Linked DNA regions of Mus musculus: region 1 is linked to region 2. A link is a contact called in public Hi-C data. All regions are on one chromosome and are shown on one strand. The core of a region is the stretch at or near the end of the contact, and the rest is flanking DNA. Distances in the headings are between cores, read along the strand shown. Region 1 has its middle 9.9 kb from the start of Gm29935. Region 2 has its middle 12 kb from the start of Gm36434.

What was found. Hi-C and Micro-C count contacts between places; a contact is called where the count stands out from the background.
Region 1: a Hi-C map of embryonic fibroblasts shows a contact between it and region 2, with 1.8 times the contacts expected there. The contact joins two enhancer-like sites. A contact is called at or near these places in 4 of 484 Hi-C or Micro-C datasets (the C2C12 cell line, DN3 thymocytes, embryonic fibroblasts and 1 more), 4 of 115 datasets of contacts at active chromatin or transcription factors (astrocytes, embryonic hindbrain, fibro-adipogenic progenitors and 1 more) and 2 of 9 other capture datasets (embryonic stem cells and embryonic tail).

Annotation. Positions count from the first base shown.
Region 1 is chr5:111,880,410-111,886,291 of GRCm38.p6, reverse strand. No RefSeq gene overlaps it. Among named protein-coding and RNA genes, the nearest start is that of Gm29935, 9.9 kb to the left of the region's middle. Within about 2 kb of position 4,556, at least 79 of the 459 cell types and tissues checked have an H3K27ac peak or open chromatin away from gene starts, as enhancers often do. A contact at or near this core is called in embryonic fibroblasts and fibro-adipogenic progenitors, where this site is marked.
Region 2 is chr5:111,673,035-111,678,946 of GRCm38.p6, reverse strand. No RefSeq gene overlaps it. Among named protein-coding and RNA genes, the nearest start is that of Gm36434, 12 kb to the right of the region's middle. RefSeq lists an enhancer at 2,542-3,874. Within about 2 kb of position 3,401, at least 102 of the 459 cell types and tissues checked have an H3K27ac peak or open chromatin away from gene starts, as enhancers often do. A contact at or near this core is called in embryonic fibroblasts and fibro-adipogenic progenitors, where this site is marked.

The sequences.
Region 1 (5,882 bases), core at 3,307-5,806, 210 kb before region 2:
GTCCCCCTGCCTCAGCAATATCACTGGTGATTCTTGATTAAGCGAGGGACAGAATAGAGGCTTTGCCTGTTACCCTGCAGAGACAAGCTTGTGTTCATCCCTGGAAAGAAATGGACCGTGTTTCTGCCTGACTGCCCGGAGCTGCAGGCTGAGGGAGGGCCCCCCCTCCTTGTCAGGATGGATGCTTTTGCTTCTCCCCTTGTAGGAAGAGCAGACAGAGAGGGCTGTGGGAGGCTGCTGGGAGGGGGGCCCTGAGCAGCTGTGATGGCACTTTGGAGGCTGACTTGGTGATGGAGGGGGAGAGAGGGAAGGAATGAGGGAGAGTCACGCTAGGAAGGTTCTGTGAAGGCTAAGGCCTGGAGTCCTGTGGAATAAGTAGAAACGTGTCTCTGAATCCACCTGTGGGGATATTGCTGTCCATTCCTTCCTTCCTCCCCTGCCTCTTTTTCCTTCTTTCATTCTTTTCCTACTTTCTATTAATATACCCACCCTTTCATTTATACGCCTAATCATCCACCCATTTATCCATCCATCCACCCATCCATTCATTAATCCATCCATGCATCTATGCATGCATCCTTCTATCCCTTTATTCATCCATCCATCCATCCATCCAACCATCCATCCATCCATCCATCCAACCATCCATCTCTTTATTTATCCATTCATCCATTCATCCATCCATCCATTCATTCATCCATCCTTTTATTCATTCATCCATTCATTTATTCACTCATTCATCTATCCTTTACTCTCTCATGCCTACTCATCAACTTACCTTCCTCCCTACTCACCTCTCTGTCCACTGGCCTGCGAGTGCACCCATCCACCCACTTATCTATCCACCCATCCACTCATCCCCCTCCCTTTCCCCTACCCATCCATTTCTCCTTCACTTTCTGGTTTCTGTTTGCCTAAGTGTGCATCTCTTGGGGACCTGCCCCATGGCCACTTTGGTATTGGACATGACTTGTCCTGCTTTCTTGGATCTAGGAGAAAGGTCATCAAATTCAGGGTCTCCTTCTCAGTGGGTCAGAGTTCTTGAGGGAAACACCAGAGGGTGAGCTGCATTAAAGACACTCATGAGGTCCAGACAGAGCCCCGTGGCAAAGGAAGTATATAAATTCAGGTCTGCAAAAGGACAGATTGCTGAACAAGCAGAATGTCTTGGCCAGGGGCTGGTGTACAGGGCAGCAAGAGGCAAGAGTTAGCCGTGCTTGGCTGACCCCACAGTGATAGACAGCATGGAGCACTCAGACCTAGACATCAGGTTAAAGGGTGAGCTCGTCCCTCTGAGACACTTGATTAAGACTGTCCTTGGATCAGACCAAGAGTGCCTAGGCAGTTAGCCCATCTCAGGGTGTGTCCAAAGATGTTCAACCAAGCTAGGGAGACCTGTCTCCAGGCTGTTGGCAGAGTGTAGTTGCTTCATGGTGTTGTAGGTTGGGCTGGAGTAAACCCTCCTGCCCTGGAAGTTGTTTCCCCTTTGCTCTGATGTGCAGAAGAAAACTGAGTACTGCATAGTGCATTCTTTGGGTATCATTACTCTGTAATGTCCCCACCTAAGCCATCGCAGGCCTGCTCCCCACAAGAGCCTGCTGGGAACAGGGAGCCATGGAACTCCATTTGCAAACCAAAGGCAGTCTCAGAACATCCACCTCTGAACTTCAGTTAAAACACTCTGATAGGTCCAGGCGTCCAGGATAGATCTGTGCATCCATTCATTCAGAGTCTGGGAAGAAGCTGAGTCTTTGTTTAATCCAAGTTAGGGGTGTGCCCTGTTTGGTACACCATCCTCTAGAATGTTCTAAACCTCAGATTCATCCCCTGCCACTCCCAGACTGCACTGGTCAGGCTTGTCCAATCCAGCTCACCTCTGGGCAGCTGCCTCTGAACTTGACCTCCTTGTTTCCCTTCACCAGCACGGCCAATCACTGGTCCCCTTCCAGCCAGTCTCCTCTCACCTCACAAGAGCTGACAGCCTGCTCTGCACATAGTAGGTATTCATATTGGAATGTACCCCAGCCAGCAAGCAATCAGCCTATCCCCTCAAGTTCACAATGATCTGTCTGCATTTTCCTGGGATCGGCAGGTTCACGTGAGGTGAGGTAGAGGGACATGGAGGGAAGTAGGAGCTCAGTTTATTGAGGGAAAAGCATACCCAGGTGCCAGTAAGCAACGGGGTAGGCTTCAGCTGTTGGCAGCCATGGTTTGAACACACCCCTTAATCTCTGTGGTATGGGCATGAAAGGGATGCTGGCACCCTGTCTGACTGGGCGCTTTCATCCCATACGGGATGAGAGTGAGCTGGTGAGCTGGAGTGTGCACGTGTGCTCTAACTCGATACCTTTTATGATACAATTACTACCCAGAGACGATTTTTTTTATGAGTTTCCTTTTCATGTCTCCAGGGCCCTTTATTCTTGGGAAAGCCTGTGGAGAGGGATTGCTTCTCTTCGAGTGGGGATTTAAAGCCTGTGCTTTGCCCTGCACTTCTGTCTAATTGGTGCCTCTTCTAAACAACCTCCCTTGCCCAAATGTATGTGGAGGCCCAGCCAGCCCCCTCATGACAGGCTGCAACATAGATTTTTCAGTCAAAAGAACAGACTCAGATTCCTAAGTCAGCACTTTATAGCTGTGCAACCTTGAGCTGGTGTCTCGACTTCTCGGAATCTTCATCTTGTCAAGAGCTAGAGACCCGGGGGTACTGGGCAGCTCACTCCTAGACTGGGCTGGTGGATGGGATGAAAATGACTTTGCTGGAACAGGGCTGGCTCTGAGAATGATCTGTTTTTCAGAATAATAAAACTCACATAGAATAGGGTAGCCTAAACACACTGTGTAGCCGAGGATGTCCTTAAAATTCTGTACTTTGTGTCTTGGGGCTGGAATTATAGCCATGTGCCATTATGCCAGATGTATATGGTGCTGGGAACAGAACTCAGGGCTTGAGGTTCCTCTGCTCCACTAGCATCCTGGGGCAGTCTGTGTCCTCCATTGCACACGGCACCAAAAACTCCTATCCATCCTTTGCACGCCAGCTCAAATAGCCCATCTCCAGGGAAGACTTCTCTGAATGTTCAAGGTGGCCAGAGTTTTTCTTGTAAAGTTCACTCCTGACTCCTTAGAAATGACATTTTCTTCCTTTCACCTCCCTCCCCTCCCCTCTCTGCCCAGACATACTCGTTCATTACATATCAACATATCTTCTTTCTTCTCCAGATTCATTCTTTTCACAGGTAAAAACCATATTATTTATATTATGCCCCCCCCTTATAGGTTGACTTCACTAAGTCAATGCCCAGGATAAGAAAAAAGTGTCCTTAAGTCACCAATGGGTACCACTGTCCCTCTGTCTTCAGCTGTGATCAGCCTTTTGGTATTTGTCTCCCAGGGTAGCCTGTACCTATTTATTTATTTCTGTATCCTCACAGGACACAGAATATGTGTGCACAGTCCTTGCATAGGCATAAGGCACAAAAGAGGAAGAAGGGGACAGTGGAAAGGTTGGTGGGTGGGTAGATGGGCAGATAAATAATAAATGGGGAGGTGTGTGTATCTATCTCTGTGTGTGTGTCTGTGTGAATGTGTGTGTCTGTGTGTGTCTTTGTGTGTGTGTCTCTGTGTATGTGTTTGTGTGTGTATCTGTGTATGCGTATTTCTGTGTCTGTGTATATGTCTGTCTTTATGTGTTTGTCTGTGTGTCTTTGTGTGACTGTGTATGTCTGTGTGTGTTTGTGTTTGTGTATGTCTTTAAGTGTCTGTGTGTGTCTTTGCACACGTGCATGTGTGTGTGTGTGTGTGTAAATGGAGGCAGGGACAGGTGAATGAGTTGGTAAATGGGTGAATGATGGATGTTAGATACATAGGTGGTTGAGTGTGTGGCTAAGTAGATGGATGAATGGGTGTGCAGGCACATGAGTGTGTGAGTGTGTAGGTGGAGGAGTGTGAGATATATGGGTGGATAGGTGGCTGGGAATGTGGATTAGGTGGATGGGTGAGTGAGTGGGTGGATTGGTGGATTATAGATGGTGGATGGGTGGGTAGCTATGTTGGTAGATAAGTGGATGGGTGGATAGAGGGATGGATAAATGGATGTGGATGTGTGGATTGGTGGATGGATGGGTAAGTGAGTGGGTGGGTCATATGTTAGTTATGCTATTATAAAATCCCTGGTTCTCCTACCCTTTTATGGCCTCAAGAATCATTCCTGAAGCTGGGCACAGTGGCACACACCTTTAATCTTAGTACCTGGGAGGCAGAGGCAGGTGGATCTCTGTAAGTTCAAGGTCAACCTTGTCAATGAATGAGTTCCAGGACAGCCAGGGTTACACAGTGCAACTCTGTCTCAAAAAAAAAAAAAAAAAATGCTGTGAGTCTCCCCCGTGTTGCCATTTGACCCTGTCCCCAGGCAGTACTTTCCTGAGCTGACATATGTCATTGAGCAGCAGCTGGTGCCCAACCAACTCTGCCCTGGATCCTTCTGTGCCAGCTGCTCTCAAGCCTGTGGTCACTGGGTGGGGTGGCCACGTGTCATGGAAACTTCAATTTCTGTTTTGTAAAAACAGCTCTGTAAGCTGCATGCTCGTCCTGTGAGTCATCTCCACCCCAAAAGCAATCCTGGGTTTCCTCCCTGTGCCTTTGGCTGGCATAATGGTGTCCCGCTGTGCTGAGCCCACAGGGACTCAAGATCCCACATCGAATGGCTGCCCCAACCTGAGACCAAACAGAATGTGGAACAAATGTGAAAGTTCCTAGGTTTCAAAGGCTAGGAACAAATTCAAACATTTGTTTTGAAGTACTGCACAGCCCGTGCAGGCTCACCCAGGAATTCCTGTGGCTACAGTGTCACCTGTGTGACCCTGGCTGACTATTCTTATGGGAGTCCAGACCCTTTGGTGTCCTGGGGATCCTTTGGGTTCTGCTGTCTCTGTGGATGGGGCCTTTCAGCACCTCTGTGCCCCAAGTGCCGGAATAGTATGAAAACAGCCATTTTCACGGTGTTCTTTGCTTTAGCTACTGTCTTCACAAGACAGACACGAAGCCATCCCTGGACAGAGACATGAACAGCCATAGCTCCTCCACCCTTTTCCAGTCATATCTGGTAGTTGTAAGTACCGGTGCTTCAAACCAGCTTAGTCTTAGCCCTGGTTTGTTTTTTTTTTTTTTAATTTTTTAAAAATTAGATATTTTCTTTATTTACATTTCAAATGTTATCCCCTTTCCTAGTCTCCCCTCTGAAAATCCCCTATACCCTCCCCCCACCCCCTGCTCACCAACCCACCCACTCCCACTTCCTGGCCCTGCCATTCCCCTATACTGGGACAAAGAACCTTCACAGGACCAAGGGTCTCTCCTCCCAATGATGACCAACTAGGCCATCCTCTGCTACATATGCAGTTAGAGCCATGAATCCCACCATGCGTTTTCTTTGATTGGTGGTTTAGTCCCAGGGAGCTCTGGGGGTACTGGTTAGTTCATATTGTTGTTCCTCCTAGAGGGCTGCAAACCCCTTCAGCTTCTCGGGTAGTTTCTCTAGCTCCTTCATTGGGGACCCTGTGCTCCGTCCAATGGATGGCTGTGAGCATCCACTTCTGTGTTTACTAGACACTGGCAGAGCCTCTTAGTCCTGGTTTTTTGGCTTCTTCTCCATCCCTAGCTCTTAGGTCACCCAAGCATACACTGGAGGTTGTGATAGTCCTACTCACCGTGAGAACAAAATGTGCAGATGTCAGGACACATTCTCAGTTGTTCCCAGTGCTCATTCCAGCCCTTGGTCCATGGAGTTATTCATAGTCACCCAGTTGCCCTACATTCCTTAAACACCCATTGAGTGCTGAGCCGTGAACAGGCACCTCAGCCTCCCTGACTGGTGAATCAGG
Region 2 (5,912 bases), core at 2,152-4,651:
GCATACACAGAGAGACACACGTGCACATACACACACACGCATGCACACACATGCATACAACATACTCATACACACACATGCATAAACATGCCACACACACACACACATACACACGAGAGTGCACCCCCAGCAGCTGCCCTCCTTCCATACAGCATCCCTCTGGTTTCCCCCTCCAGATCTGTTTGTGCAGCTGGTGTCTTGCTGTGGGGGAGGGGTGACCACCACCAGCCTCATTAAGAATTTCCAGCCCCCCCCCCATTGCTCAAGACCCCTCTGCTGAAGTCCCCCATGTGGTGGGGAGGCCAGAGCTGCTTTGTTAATGCAGGGCCCCTGTGGGCCCCTCCTGCCTGTTCAGAGGCTTACATTCCAAATGTCCCCATCTTAGGGGGAGGAGTCTTTGCTTGGAGCCCCAGCTTCCCCTGCTGGGTGTCCAACCTGGGTCAGGCACCAAATGGGGCTCAGAAGCCCTCCCCTTCCCAGCCCTCAGCGGTATGATCTGAGCAAGGGCAGCAGTATCCAGCCCACTGAACATGCTCACACCCCATTATCACATGGACCTGAACAGGCACCCCAACGCCTTCTCAGCCTTCTCCATCCATCCTGACCACCAACTGACACCATCCCTCCCCCCAAACCAACTGTCCCATTGTCCTTCCAGACCAGCTTGCTGCCTCTCTCAGGCAGCCCTCCAGACTGTCTTCCCACCACCAGGTTGCCCACGCTTCCTTCTTACACCCTGCGAAATTCTGTCATCTTGGCAACTCTCCAGCTTGTCCAACCTGACCATGGTGGACAGGGAGGCCACGTCTTACTGAAAAGGTGGGGGCTCTGGGTGTCTTGTGCGGTGGCCTGGAGTGAATTAATCACACCACACATATCTCTCAAAAGTTAGGTAAATTTCCCCTTGCCTCCTGTCACTGCCTAGCAAGCTGCCAACTTGGAGACTGTAATTATGCACATGGGTAATGAAATTAGCATTTCTATCAGTCTCCTCCCGCTTCATTATGCTGGAAAGAGCCTTCTCTCCCATCCCCGCCAGGCTCCTTAGAGGCCCCCAGGTGGTGCCCACACTGCAGTCTGGCCAAGGCCACAGGACTGTCCTGGAGGACACCCATCATTTCAGAGTTCTGTGACACTGAGGGGACGGTAAGGTGAGCTTGGGGTGGGGTGGGGGACACAGAGTGGGGATGGTATTCTGGGGGTGCTGGCCTGTAGCCTGCCCAGAAAAGGGACCGGAGGGCAGAGAACCCTAGTTTCCATCATAGCTGGAGACATATGGACAGGCCCGGCCAGTTCTGTGACTTTCCTACTGTGAGGGTACATGTGCATGCACCCTAAAGCTGTTCAGACAAGACTCAGCCTGGCCTGCTGTGTTCATCAGCCACCTGACCTCACCTGCCTGAACCCCAGTTTCTCCTTTTGTGTGATGGAGAAGTGGTGCTGGCTTGTGCCAGTTTTGAAGGCAGAGCTCTGCAAAATCTTCGCATTGTAGACCTTGTATGCACAGGGAGGGATGTGACCCACACCTGCCATGGACTCCCCACAGGAAGAATTGTCACCAAGGGAAGGAACCAGAGATACTCTTTGAGAACTCGGTGCTTGTACCCCTCCCTGGCTCAATCAGTACCTTCTGTCCTAGTTCAGTGTTTTGAAGGCCAAGTCCTGATTCCTGAACAGAGGCTGTGGGACATGTCACATGGCTGGGGGCCACAGTGGGCACCACTCTCACTCTGACCCCATGTCCCAGTGCTACTGGCACTTGGAAAACAGAGACTATTATGCCAGTCACACTGTAGTCCATGACACAGGTTACCTCAGAATTGTCAATCCTGTGGTCATGTAGGAGGCTAGAGCATCTCACTGAGACCCATGAGTCTAGGCTCTACCCCAAAGACAGATTCCTAAGATTCTCTTTTATACTCCCAGCCCCTTCTTGGCCATGTGTGACCCAGGGTGCTGTAGGGAATGGATGCATGTCAGTAATATCCATTCCATGTCAGTAATGGAAAATAATAGTGGCTTAGCTACACCCTGTCTGCAGCCTCATTAAACCCAGCAGAGTATAAGGTAGGACACCCAGCACAGGGTAGGACTAAAGAAAGGCGTGGTGAGTGTGTGAACTGATAAACGAATGAATGAAGTAAACACCCCATGCCGAGGCCCTCGACTTCAACCAGAACTGGGGCACGGCCAGATGAGGAACACTCTGACCCCTACTGACCTGGGCAACTTAGTGAGACCCTGTCTCCAAAAAAGTGAAAAGGAAGGCTAGGTAAGGATAGCTCCATGGTAACGGAGTGCTTGCCTGCAGGAGGAGGCCCTCGAATTACCCCTAATATTGAAAATGTATACACACACACACAGAGGCACGAATGCACAGACCTGCACATATATGTATGCACTGCACGCACACACATAAGCACATGTATGCATGCACTGCACTCGCACACTCATGCACATGTGTGCATGAATGCACATACACGAATGCATGCATGCACACCACACACACACACACACACACACCATAATCATGCCTACTGAGAGCCACTGTCAGCTAGAACCAAGATACTTTGCCCTGCTGAACCAGCTCAAACTCCATCTCCCTGCCTGTTGCAGTCCCCACCCTTCCATGTTGCCTCACTCCTAGGCAGTTCCAATCCTGGAAGTAGCCATTGCCATTTGAGCCCTCCCTCCAGACTTTCCCTCCTGTGAGATCCAGCCAGAAGGCTCTGATGTCACAGCCAGCCAAAAGGACCCAAGCCAAAGCAAGAACCCCACCATGGTTAGATGGGTGTGTTTCCCAGAGTAGGTCCAGTGAGAGTCCACACCTCTCCTGCAAGCTCTTCTGGACTCTGGTAACCACCACCACCGGCAACATCAGCAGCAGCACCACACCATGGCAACTGGAGGAACTGCCTGGAGCCTCCAGCCACCCCTTACTGTTCCTTGGAGGAAGGGGTCACTGCGAGAGAGCAGCCCCCCTCCCACCAGGCAGCCTTGGCTCGGGAATCTAACAGGGATACAACACTCAGGGATGGCACAGTACACCCAGACACCCCAGGGCCTGAGACACACCATCCCTCTTGGAAAGTTCCCCGACATTCCCAAGCCTCACCCTTGCCAAAGAAAACTGCGGCCAGGCTTGTCTTGGCACAGACTCAAGCCCGAGGCTCAGCAGGAAAACCGAAAACATTTACACAGCTGGGCCTGGGACCCGCTTCCCTCCAGAGCCTGTCAAGGCTCTGCTGGTCCCCAGACTGGGGGTGGGAGGTGCTTCTGAAGGGGCCTGTGTTCCCCCAGCTCGGCCAGGCATGGCTGGCCAGACAGAAAACATGAGGAGAGGCCAGAGGGCTGGAGCCTGGAGAGCTAGGGTTCTGCCTGCCACAGGGTCATTGCCACCAGGTTTACCTTACATGGAATAACCCCAGAAGTGGGTCATAGGGCCAGGTAGCTCCCAGGGCTCTTTACCATTCCTTGGCACTCCATCCCTGGATGGTTGCTGGCTGCCTTTCTGGGGTTCTCCAACTCTGGCCAGCCTCCCCCACTGGCCCCATGAGTCCCAGCTGTCCCCACTGCTCTGAACACCACGGGTCAAGAGGCCCCGATTGGCTGCTGCAGAGCCAGAGGTCCTTGCACTGAGGGAATGCAGGGTGGTATGGCCACCCGCTAAGCCTCATGACATCCCCTTTCTACCTTCTGCTTGCTACCACTCTGTGGCTCATTCTCTGAGGCAGAACCACTATCAATGTCTTTCTCCAACAGCTGTACTGCACAGGCCTGTACTGACGGGGGACAGGGGAGCCACATCATAGGGAACCTTGCTGAGCAACTTTTATGACTTCTGCAGGTGACAAGATCAAAGCTCCCATAAGAAATTCTGTATAAGTTCTGGTATACCCTACAACAAGTCAAAAGTACAAAGTCAAACGCTGGTGGCTCACACCTGCAATCCCAGCCCTGGAGATCTATGGAAGGTGGTGAGTTAAAGGCCAACCTGGGACACACAGCAAACAAACACGTAGGCAAACACACACAGTGAGTTCATTCTCACCCTTACAAAGTATTGTGGACTACACACAATTGTGTCTAAAATATTGCTGTTTTTTTCGGAGACAAGGTCTTTATGTATTATCCAAAACAGTCTTAAACTCTGGGGGTTAAGCAATCCTCCTGCCTCAGCCTCTGGAGTAGCAAGAATTTATATCACACGCTAACGTCATAATATAGCTTGTGTGCAGTGCTTCCTTTCAAATATAACTTATTGTTCTTGCCTGCTTGTGCAAGGTAGTAGGCTTGTGTTTAGCTACAACAAGAGAGACACTTAGCTGAAGTGTTGCTATGCCCTGGGCTGCAATGCTGCTGTGCCCTGGGATGTTGCATTGTTGCTGTGCCCTGAGCTGCTACGCTGTTGCAGTGCCCTGGGCTGCAGTGCTGCTGGGCCCTAGGATGCTACACTGTTGTAGTGCCCTGGGTTACACTGTTGCAGTGCTCTGGGCTGTGGTACTGTTGCCAGGCCTTGGGCTGCACTGCTGCTATGTCCAGGGAAACATTGTTGCTATGTGTTGGTCTGCTGCTGTGCCCTGGCCTGCACTCTTCAGGTTACTCACCCGGCTATCATCTTTCTCATCCCCATTGTGCTATCAGGGCCCCTGCTATACTCCTGCCGTGCCTTTGACTGAAAGTGCAAATTGCAGTGTATGCCTGTGCACTGAGTACAGAAAGTGCAAAACCCCACAATTGTCCATGACCTATGACTGACAAGCAAATAGGTTTGTGGCTCTCCTGTCTCACTGCCTACCTGTGACACTCCATAACCTAAAAGAGCAAGGCGGGGTTTTATTTAACCAGAACAGCAATGTCACGCTGGCCCAGGTCACCATTGCCATCTGGCTTTTTGACATTTGTGTGCATGTAGGTGCTATTGGAGATGGACTTTTGGTGCCTCAATCACTCCCTCACGAGATCTCTCAGTGAACCTGGGGTCACCAATTAGGCTAAGATGTCTGTCCAGCAAACTGAAGGATCCCCTGTCCCTGCCTACTCAATGCTGCAATAGCAGGCACATGTCACCATCCCCTGCTCTTGCCCTGTGTGCTGGGGACAGAACACAGGTCCTATGGGGCTAAGATTTTCACTGCTTTAGATTTTCCATCATGTGAACACACTAGACTTTCTTTCTTTCTTTCTTTCTTTCTTTCTTTCTTTCTTTCTTTCTTTTTTCTTTTTTCTTTTTTCTTTTTTCTTTTTTCTTTTTTTCTTTTTGGTTTTTTCAAGACAGGGTTTCTCTGTGTCACCCTGGTTGTTCTGGAACTCATTCTGTAGACCAGGCTGGCCTTGAACGCAGAAATACGCCTGCTTCTGCCTCCCAAGTGCTGGGACTAAAGGCATGTGCCACACACTGGACTTTCATAATCCATTTTATAGTTAACACATTTTTTTGGTCATTTCCAGTGTGGGTCTGTAAGTAGCTTCATCAAAAGCCCTAATGTATAGTACATCTTAGGTGCTATAGTCACAAGCAGATTTTAAGGTCAAACACAATTTGAGGACAGCTGCCCTCTACACAAGTAAAATGCTTTGTTTTTCTGCAAGGTTTGTCGGTGCCTTTAGTATTTGACTGTGCCTGTGCACTCTGCAAGCTCCACCTCTGTGCCAGGTTCCGCAGGGAGTAGTGTAGATGACACTTTGACTTTAAAATCTGTCCTAGTTTTCAGTCCTCCCTGGCTTGCTGGACAGGCTAGTATAAATCCATTGCCGTCTGTGGATTTTTATTTGTTCATCTGCAAAATTCAAGATGAGTAACCACGGCTCCCAGAAACCATCGCCCCATGACACTTTACTCCCACCAACAAGTATGTTAATTGATCGCTCTGTGCCCCCAGATCTTAAGGATTTGGGACACTCCTGAGGCA